Regions from separate parts of the Drosophila melanogaster genome. Here region 1 is linked to region 2. Evidence: chromatin contacts called from public Hi-C data. All regions are on one chromosome and are shown on one strand. The core of a region is the stretch at or near the end of the contact, and the rest is flanking DNA. Distances in the headings are between cores, read along the strand shown.

Region 1 (5,446 bases), core at 1,988-4,487, 2.6 Mb after region 2:
CAGTGAGTTCCTGCGTCGTCATAGCTGCAACTGTTTTTACATTACAGCCAGCCAGGTGCTGCGCTCATATCCCGGCGAAACCGAAGAGGAGTTGAGGAGGATCTTTCAGGCTGCTCAGACTTTCAAGGAGAAACTACGTCCATTATGTAATTTTCACAGTGTTTGTTTTACGTTTGAAATATTAATTAGTTTTATATTTATAGTGCCAATTGTAATCCTCATTGAGGATCTGGAGCTGCTCTGCCCCTCAACGGCTGTCGCAGATGCAAAAAACTCTAGCAATAGCCTACGAATTTCAGCTGAGCTCTACAAACTGCTAGACGCACTTCCTCGAGGCATCATATGTCTGGCAACTTCTGGTGTCCCGGACTCCTTGCATGAACATGCGCGCAGGCGGTTCGTCCGAGAGGTGACCATTAATATGCCCAGCGAAGGGCAGCGCAGACAACTCGTAGAGCATCTCTGCGAAGTACACGAGCTGAATATCTCACAGACTTTACTCGAGCATATAGCGAGAAACACTCAGGGATATGTGATAGCGGATTTAACACTACTCCTGCGCCGCGTTCAACAGCAACTCTTAACAAAAGACGACTTCGACATAGAGCACATTTTCCTCAAATCCCTGTCACAAACTCAACCGAGTGCATCTCGATCCACAGATGTGCGGGTCTCGAAGATGACGGCTGGGTTTGAGGTTATCGGAGGCATGGAAGCACTGAAACGTACCTTGCAAGTCTCCGTTCTAGCGGGTATAAGACAAAGTGCCGCTTTTGCTCGATTCGGACTAAGTTTGCCCAAAGGAGTGCTGCTCTATGGACCTCCAGGATGTGCCAAGACCACCGTAGCCAAGTGCCTGGCCAAGGAAGCTGACATGACCTTCATTGCTACGTCGGCGGCGGAGGTGTACTCTCCCTACGTCGGTTGCGCGGAAAGATTTATATCGCGAATCTTTGACACAGCGCGAAAAAATGCACCCTGTCTTATATTTCTAGATGAGATAGGTGAGTCGGATAAGCTTAATTTGCCATAAAAATGATTAATCCACTTAATTTTATAGATTCGCTTGTTGGCAGAAGGACGGTCTCAAGTGGCGGAGGTGGTGGACAAGTTCAGCTGAGGATTCTCTCCACGCTGTTGACCGAAATGAATGGCATTGTGGGGGGTGGTAGTCAGCAACATATACTTGTCGTTGCAGCCACCAATCGACCGGATATGATCGATGATGCCCTACTGCGACCAGGACGCTTTGACAAGCTTATCCATGTACCAGCCCCAGATGAGAAATCCCGCCTGGCTCTGCTAAAACTCCACTCCCAGCGCATGCCTTTCCATGAAAATGTGTTTCTCCAGGAGATTGCTGCCCGAACAGACCGGTATTCTGGAGCGGATCTGTGTAATCTCTGCAATGAGGCGGCTATCGAGGCTTTTCAACGTGACTTTAAGGCCACGGAAATTGAGCTACAAGACTTTGAAAAAGTTCTGACCAAGCAGAAATCCTCGCTCACTCAAAGCCAAATAGATGGCTACTATAAGTTTGCTTATAGGTTCTTATAGAACAAGATGTATGTGCAGTTGCATTTGTTAGTTTTGCATAAATAAATGTATTTTAAGATGTTAAATCGTAGAATTCTTTGCTCAAATTCAAACTACTGATTTACGATATGTACTCCCGCGACCACGATTACCAATCGATAGAATAGTCGCAGTCAGCTGTTGCAACGATAACTGATTGCGGCAAAACAAAGAAAACGCAGAGAAAAAGTTAACGCAATTAAACGTAGTAAAAAAGCCTAGACTATTTTCATAACAAGAAGCAGTGAGTCACAAAAAAAAGCTTTCCGGCCACAATGGCAGATACCCGTAAAGACGCCGCGCCGCCGAGCTACGAAGAAGTCATGAACAGTCCCTCGCAGGGTAAGTAATAGGCTCACTAAAGGCATCCAATTCAATGCACATCTTTTTTAGATTCCCGGCTGATAGTGGGCGTGCATCAGGGAGCACCTAGTGCTCCGCCACCAAACATGCACATGCCAACCTACGGAGCTTTCGAGACGACGCCGGTCAGCGTGGTGATTCAGCCTGCTCCGGTCGCTATGCCCACCGAGATCATCGTGATTGGAGGATGCCCTGCATGTCGGATTGGATACCTGGAGGACACCTTCTCCGCCTGCGGACTGTGCTGCGCAATCTTCTTCTTCCCGCTGGGAATTCTCTGTTGCTTGGCCATGCGTGAGAAGCGCTGTTCCAACTGCGGAACGGTTTTCTAGAGGGGATTACCCAGAAATTATCCATAAAGAAACGCTAAAAGTTGATCCCTATTAGGCTTTCGCGGTGGGTGACTATCACAAAGCACCAATATTTTTGTTATTGTTAATCGTTAGCTCGCAAATCATTATATACTATGTGTAAATATTATTCATGCCAGCCTGCGGAATGCCCCCGATTCCATTCCAGTCCCTGTCCGGAGAATGGTCATGTACAGTGAAATATGCTAAACTCGAATTCAAATCAGTAAGCCCAGTTATGAAAAAAATGCTAAAAAAAATCAGTTGAACATGTTTTCCAATTGAATAGTGATTTGGCTTTTTACAAGGATTTTAAGTAACATAAGTTTTAAACTGCAAACAAAAGAAAAAATATTTATATATTTAAATAAAAGGTTTACAACATGTTTATTATATCTTAGAGTAATGGTACGCAGATATAATGACTTGGACGGTTTTAGATATGAACTAGGTTGTACAAAACTTCATTAGTTCTTGATTTGTGAATAATTTGACCCACTGTTGCATTTCGTGATTATAGAACTTTTACTGTACTTGTAAAATGTGCACTGTAAGCGTCGACGAGGCGCGCTTCCGTTAAATTCAATTGAAATATAATGGAGGGCGGTTTTGAATTGCGCCGCCCGTCCGATTTCTCTTCTCCATGCTCTTTGGACTTTACCGCGCAAAACAGTAAACAAGTGAAGTGTTTTAAATGAATTTGGGAATGACATAAATATACCCTTCAAATGCATCAGGAGATTAAAAGAAAAACCCTTCAAAACGCCATATTTTAGATATTTGAATTTTTGAATATATATAGATTACTTGATTTTCAAAATTTTTATAAAACCAAATGTATGAGCCGCTGATATACCCCCTTATCAGATTTCATGGGCACAGGGTAGCACAACAAATTCGCCGGCATCCACATCCGCCGTGTCGGCATCTTCGAGTCAACAGTTGTGAGCTTCCTTCGCCGTAGACATGATCACTGCTCGTCTCCTGCTCTCGCTGATGATGCCAGTGCTGCTGGACGCAGCTGCTCCGCCACGACGGCCGAATGTGGTGATGGTGATCTTTGATGATCTGCGTCCAGTTATTGGAGCTTATGGCGATACGCTGGCCAGCACGCCGTATTTGGATAACTTTGCTAGAGGAAGTCACATCTTTACAAGAGTTTACAGCCAGGTGGGCAGCCTGTGATCATTGATGTGCGGACCTAATAAAACACATATATATTGAATCTTTAGCAATCCCTGTGTGCACCCAGCCGGAATTCGCTGCTCACGGGTCGAAGACCGGATACTCTGCATCTGTACGATTTCTACAGTTACTGGCGCACTTTCACCGGAAATTTCACCACTTTGCCGCAGTACTTCAAGGAGCACGGATATTACACCTATAGCTGTGGAAAGGTCTTCCATCCTGGCCTCTCATCCAACAACACGGATGACTATCCCCTTAGTTGGTCGGCTCCAGCATTTCGTCCCCGAACCGAGCAGTTTATGAACTCGCCAGTGTGTCCCGATAAGGAGGGCATTCTGCGGAAGAATCTCATCTGTCCAGTGGAGCTACAAACTCAGCCGTACAAAACGCTGCCGGACATCGAGTCCGTGGCGGAGGCATTGCGCTTTGTGGGCTCACGGAGCAGGCACAGCCAGGAACCATTTTTTCTGGCCATGGGCTTCCACAAGCCGCACATTAATTTCCGGTTCCCACGGCAATTCCTTTCGAGATTCAACCTTTCCCAGTTTTACAATTACACGGAGGATAGCCTGAAGCCGCCGGATATGCCGGCAGTGGCCTGGAATCCTTACACAGATGTGCGGGCCAGGGATGACTTCAAGCACTCCAACATATCCTTTCCCTACGGACCGATATCCCCACTCCAGGCTGCTCAGATACGACAGAGCTACTACGCCTCGGTGTCCTATGTGGATGATCTGTTTGGCAAGTTGATTGGGGGATTGGATCTGGATGAGACGGTGGTGGTCGCTCTGGGGGATCATGGCTGGTCTCTGGGTGAGCACGCCGAGTGGGCCAAGTACAGCAACTTCGAGGTGGCGCTCAGGGTTCCACTGATCATAAGAAGTCCACAGTTCCCTGTCGCCCAAACGAAGTACTATCACGGGATCACAGAACTCCTTGATGTTTTCCCCACTTTGGTGGATCTGGCAGGATTACCCAAATTGGACAAATGCCAGAGCTCTCAGGAGTTGACCTGTGGCGAGGGAAAAAGTCTTTACCATCAGCTGATGGGATTGGGAAGGGGTAAGTTGCTTTGTATGTGATATATAATGTATTTAATGCAATCACTTCCAGCGGATGAGCACGTGGCTCTCAGTCAGTACCCAAGACCAGGAATGCTGCCCACAAAGCACCCGAACAGCGACAAGCCGAAGTTAAGGAATATAAAAATCATGGGCTATAGTCTCAGAACCGATATATATAGGTATACCATGTGGGTGAGGTTCCATGCGCAAAACTTTAGCAGAGGTAAGAGAATATCAATAGATTCAATTAATAACCATATTAATTATATATTAAATATAACTCCCTTCAGATTGGCACGATGTGTATGGCGAGGAGTTGTACGACCACCGCCTGGATTCGGGCGAGGAATTGAACCTGATGCCCCTGCCGCAGTTCGATGATGTGCGTCAGCGCCTTCGCCGGCGATTGATGGAGATGGTGGGCAGCTAGTGGAGATCGGCTGTCCCTTCCCCTTCGAATCCCTCTGATTTTGAATGAATTCATAAGCAATAAAGGCAGCGCGACAAACGATCTCGAGACGGCGAAATATCTTGTCGCCATAATTGGAATTTAATACTTCCGGTTGGGCAACAACGTTTGCAAGCCGCGAGACGCCCAGACATGCTGCATATTTTTCGCTGTAATTTCTGCGATGCCCCCGCCTTGGGGACCGCCTCACCCCCAAATCCCCCCGAGCCGCCCAACCAATCTATATATGCACAATATACAATCCGATCCACTGCGAGCCGCGCATGCGTGACTGGTGTCCATTGCCTTTTTGGCTTCGTTTTTGTGGATTTTTGTGAATGAAATGAATGAAATTTCATTCAACGTTGGCGGCGCGCGTCTCGCTGCGTTGGCGTCGGCAGCGCCGTCGACGCCCAAATCGGGAGAGGATGGGGAGAGGAGAGGGGGCTACGTTG
Region 2 (5,604 bases), core at 3,047-5,546:
AGAGAATATATGTATGCATTTTCACTTTTTGAACACATTAAAAAAAAACAAAAAATTTACAATTTAAAATGGAAAATTTTCCTCTAAATTGAATTTACACTTTTATTTAAGCACGGCCAATATTTATAAAATTTAAATACATACCACCCAAAAAAAAACTACACAGAAAAAAAAAGAATTAATTTTAACTTGCCGCATATCACAAACACTATTTGCGGCGAATTAAACATCATTGCCATCACACTATCATTTAACTCTCGGCGAAGTTGGATCACGGCGAATTAGTAGAACGGCGGAATTAAAGAAACGGCGAAGTCGTCGCATCGCGAACACACACACACACCAAAGAAAATGCGCGTCACACTTGTAAATGCTTGAATTAAAAACCGTAGATTGCAATTATTCACTGCATTCCGAATTCGCACATTATCAAAAATATTCTAATGAACCAAAAATACATTCATTTTAAGTAGAATACTCCCTTTTCGATGTTTCTTTACCATAAAATTGGCACTGCACTCTTTGAAGCTCACACACACACACACACACGTGTGCACAGAAGCGCGTGGTTTTTACATCTTACAGGTGCTTTTATTACGCAAAAATCAAAAGAGAAATGGCCTACGTAAAGATAATTTTAGTATTAACACAGGTATTAACTTTTACCGAACGCTTATGGTGTAATTAAACTTATTAAAACACGTGCATCGAAAACGCGACCGTCAGAGAAATGCGCACTTGGGAAATGACAAATGGCGTCGAGCTTGGAAAAGAAGGAATCAGCGAGGATCTAACGGAGCTTTGCTCTCTTTTGCTCTAATCATGAAAAGTACTGGAAATGAGAGGAATCTGCAAACTCTCTCTGGAACGGAAAATTCCCGAAATTTACATAATTACATACATACATACATGTATGTGCATATTGTAAGCTAGAAATATATTATAAAATTAAATCGAATGATTTTATTATAAAACAAAATGCAATAATATTGCTGATTTGAAAGCTAGCAATTTGACGGTCCCATTTTGAAATCCGCCCAGTCTGTTGCTTCAAATCGTTAACCATTACCACTAATAGCTTTTCAAGTGCCTGTGACCCTTGGGATTTCACGATCTGCATCCGATGCAAATCCCCAAGCATGCCAAATCGATCCCCTGATGGGCCAAAAGACTGCCAATCAGAGGTCCCAGGCCCCAAGACCCCATTACCCGATCCCGATCTCGATCGTAATCCCAAAACCACGAACCCGGCGCTTCAGGTTCAAAGAGAAAGACTCGGGTTCAAAAGAACCAGCGAAGCGAACTTAACTCGAGTTAACCAAGACGAACCGAGACAGGGCCAAATACAATTCGATGGTCAGGGCAAAACCTTCGAACTTTAACTAAACCAAAAGGGAATCGTAGTAATGTCGTTAATATGCAGAAATGTGTGGTTTCCAGATCATTAAATATATGAAAATTAAATATTGTGCTTCACTATTTACTTCCTAAAATCAAATTTTGTCCGTACATACTAATAATATTTTTTACAATAAAAGCTAGTGAGATTTCTCTCAGTGTAGCGATCCTTGGCTCGAAAAAAATTGCGTGAAGCGGCGCATTATGTTTATGGTCTTTGTTTGCTCTGCGATTGTGAAGGCGTTCAAGGGGTCAGGGGGAGTGGCAGCTGTTCTGACCTTGTTGAAACATCAAAACCATATTATTGGTATGCCGACTGTTTAGCTGCTTTTTGGCCGACTGGCGATCTTCAATTTCGTCTTCGCCAGCTTTTGGCCGTTCGGTTTGTGCTTTTGAAAAATTGCACAAGTTAAAAACCATTTCATTGCATTTACAGGGTTTCACTTGCCTCCATCGGCGGTTGCGGTCCGTTGCCACTCGATTTGTTGTTGCGTCTCGGCGGCAGCATTGTGTAATTTATATGAGCCGGGCCAAAACGAAGGCGTTCGGCTGCACTCAGAGAAATATGCCCCAAACATAAAGCACTACTACTCAGTAGTTGCATATTGTTTCTATATTTTATATAAATTCTCCCCCCTTTATAAAATTACAACAATTAGCCGGGAAGATCATTTTCACAATTTTCACTTCGACTTAAAGTATCCAAATTATGAATATCTCTTGCTTTGCGGCATCAACTTGGCTAATTACTCATTCGTAGCTCTGGGCAACGAAAGTGGACCTCGAGTGTCTGGATTTCTTTTCTGCGAGTGTGCCGCACTGGCCATTGCCGCGGACGACTACGTGACCTCCAATTTGGGATCAGTTTCATGTGCGTTAAAGTGCACATGCTGAACCCCCCCTGCCTGCGATTCGGTGTGGTCCGCCTTTGATGTAGACAGCCGTGCCGCCTTCTACAGTGGGACACCCGAGCCGAAAAAAAAAGAAACCAGGTCCAAGTCCAATCCATGCGAGCGGGGCCAAAACACTCGGGCACAGTGCCGCCCGAAAGTTTATTCATATGCTAATTTGGCTTAACGCTAACACACAGAATATGGACACTTGTCGCGCTTTCTGACTTGTGGCTTTTGCAGAGGGGCTCCGACAAATATCCAATTAAAATTGCTCAGCGCTGCGACAAATATTGACTTGCGGCTTTTCGGCTCTTTCATGTGGATGCCACTCCCTTCGGCTGGCGAAGAGGGGCAAGCTGGAGTGGGGAAACGGATGATTACTTTCATATGGAAATCGAGTGACAGGCGGTGCCTGATGGGTGCCTATAGTCTACATATTGGTACTTACTATATTTTTAAAGAATATTCCACTCGCATAACTTATACTGATTTGATATAGTTATTTTTGAGGTCTAATAGTCCCACTTCCTGCTGTCCATGTTAGCCAAGTTAATGACTCACAGCCTCGGCAATCTCGACTTTTCTCCCATGTTTCGTACACTTTTGGCCATAAAGAAAACAAAGTCGAAAATGTCTGTGCCCGCGTACAACTCTTTCAACCGCCGCTCGGAGGTCCGCTAATTAAGTGTGGAATGTTACAAATCCCCCCAAATCACTCGAGGTGGCCACAAATGGTCATTGAATGTTAGGGTCTTAATGAGCCACAAGCCCAAGCCAAGCAGTTACATTATATAAAAAGAGGGCAACAAAAGCTATCAACACACATGTGCGTGGACCATGGACCACGTTGCGGGTGCGTAGCTCCAAAAAAAAAATTGATTACAGTGAAGCATGGCCAAAGCGAACAGAAATGATATTTCAAGTATCGGTCAGGTGAGCCTCGATGGAAGTTAAGTAGTTAAATCTTGTGACCTTCTTATTCCTTGAAAAGTCCAACTTAGCGAAACTCGACTGTATTTTTGGGGGACTTGGACTCGGTCCAGCTGAGTGTGATTATCGTGGCCATTGTTGCCCTCCGGTTTAATGTGATCTCATGTTGATTGATTGAGCACACCTGTGTGAAAGACGAGCCAAGTTCGCTCGCTTTTGTTTCACTCCCATAATGCCCCCCCAAAAAAAACCGATCTTGATGAATTGGATTGGATTGAAGTGGACTGGAGTGAAGGAGAAAGCTTGGGGCTTCCAGCACGAAGCTTTCATCTGGGCCTTTGTGTTATGCAATTGTTAACATAGAAACCGAAAAACCAAAAAAAAAAAGGGGGCAGCAATAATTATTAGGGGCCAAAGCCAAACAAAAGCGTTGCGTTTTTGCTCCTCCGCGCTTCGCTGACTTTTTGACGGACAGTTGCCGCAGTTGTAGTTACTATCGCAACTGCCGGACATTGTGGAGCTGCATGGGTGGCTCCACAACACCCCCTTCCCCCGTCCCCGCCACTGAACCCGCAGTCGAAGCCTTTGTTGCTGCGCCCTGCAATTTGTATGAATTTCAAATTTCTTCAGCATTGAATATGAAAAAAAAAACCCAGTGAAAACAGCCGCTCGACCGACGCAGTCAAGCAGTTTGAATGAATAATTTCCGCAGTTGCTGGTCGTCTTCCGCTGAGCCCCGTCTACAAAGATTCTGCCAGCACTGAAAGAAAAAAACTTATATATTATATATATTCATAAAAAAGAAATCAACACATTAAACTGACTTTCTATCTATAAGGTTGCATGAAAGTGGGTTACTTTTTGGATCATATCTAAGCATAAACATAAGCATTTTTTCCTCCCCATTCCTAACCGACTTTTCTCCAAGTGCACAGCTGCGGCTGTTTATCATTGTTGCGTTCTCTGCGCCAAATGAAAATGAACACGTGCGTCCGGTTGCTGCGGCTCAGCTGCTGCTGATGAAAATAAATACAAGTATGTGGATACCGTGCCGCATTCAGTGGCACCCAGTGGCACCCAGTGCCACCAGTGGCAGAAGCTCCGCAGCCATTCAACAAATTTCACTTTATTGATGGGCACTGCACTTGAATTGCTGGGGCATCGCAATCGCGACGGCCACCTAAGCAAACACAGCCGATTTGCCACGCTTGGCCGCACAACGAGGCGTATGCGTGATTTGGCATTAGCATTAACATGGGCAACAGCTGTTCGATCCAAGCCAAAGATCACACAACTTGCTCCACCTGGATTTTAGTTCAGCCCCACTGCAGTTCGCCTTGTGTTCGCCGTTCAAGTCCGCAACTTAAATGCTAAGTGGGCAAAAATGCGTGGAGATGACATTCGCAGTGCACTGAAAAAAAAAGAGGAAGAGGAATGCTTAAGGAAAATGTGAAGAAATTCTCTAAATTAATTTTAACAACATATATTTGCATTGGCAACGAGGTGCAGCCAACTGTGCAGTTTCAGCTCTGCGGAGTTTCCTTCTGAAGCAAGAACATCACTTCAACAATGATTAAGCCTCGACTGCATGTATGTATGTATATCACACATAAAATGAGTGTACAGTGCTCATACATATGTACATATATCCAAAAGCCCCATGTTGATTGCTCAGCGGAGCTTATCTGGAGCGAAATGACCCCAAAAATGCGATGGCAAGCGGCAACAAGGAGTGAATTCGTCACGGATTCGACCCTGAATTTAATGGTTCACAGATTGCCATTTGTCGTGGTCAAATGATTTGCAAATTACATTTAATTCATTTTGGTAATTGAGTTGGGCTTAATTTTTATTTTCATAATGAAAACTAAGGAAATCATAAGTTCAAATAAAATAAAAGCGAACTGAAAAAAACACAGTTCCACGAAATATTTGTAATCACATGGGGCAACTCGAAAATAGAGCACTAACAATCAAAAATTGCACAATTCAGGAATTTTGGGAAAGGCAATTCCAAAACGGAAAACCAACTGGCCGCACATGCTGCTCAGCTGTTTGCAATTACTTTTTGGAAGTAGCGGCGACCACCGCGTCAGAGATACAAATCAAAGACATTGCCACAGTTGCGTAACAGTCGACACAACCCCATCCAGTCATGGGACCCAAGATCTTTGCCTCTGGAACTGAGAACGAGCGCCTCAGGTGGCAGGAAAGTGAGGATGGACTGCAAGAATGGGGCTGCCTTGCGCCGGAACTAAGCGACTTCCGCTCGAAGTCGAACAGCCGTTCACCTTCTGGTGATTTCATGTAGCTATGCACTGAGAAAAAACTCTGCACACAACTGGGGATTGTGAATTAAACATAAGATATCTGATTTCATGCA

The links. A called contact is a pair of places that touch in the nucleus more often than the background predicts.
Region 1: a Hi-C map of the Kc167 cell line shows a contact between it and region 2, with 2.3 times the contacts expected there. The contact joins the promoter of Ids here to the promoter of lncRNA:CR43883 in region 2. A contact is called at or near these places in 2 of 107 Hi-C or Micro-C datasets (both in the Kc167 cell line) and 1 of 6 datasets of contacts at active chromatin or transcription factors (the Kc167 cell line).

What each region holds. Positions count from the first base shown.
Region 1 is chr3L:3,375,031-3,380,476 of dm6, forward strand. It overlaps Ids (Iduronate 2-sulfatase), which reads left to right and starts at 3,238. Exons shown (of 4, transcript NM_139557.2): 1 at 3,238-3,458; 2 at 3,521-4,541; 3 at 4,593-4,766; 4 at 4,834-5,053. The coding sequence starts at 3,255. The coding sequence ends at 4,973. It overlaps CG12012, which reads left to right and starts at 1,727. Exons shown (of 2, transcript NM_001300000.1): 1 at 1,727-1,917; 2 at 1,969-2,962. The coding sequence starts at 1,851. The coding sequence ends at 2,270. It overlaps CG12010, which reads left to right. Exons shown (of 3, transcript NM_168030.2): 1 at 1-146; 2 at 204-1,004; 3 at 1,061-1,619. The coding sequence ends at 1,557.
Region 2 is chr3L:816,463-822,066 of dm6, forward strand. It overlaps lncRNA:CR43883 (long non-coding RNA:CR43883), which reads left to right and starts at 4,297. Exons shown (of 1, transcript NR_073908.2): 1 at 4,297-5,050.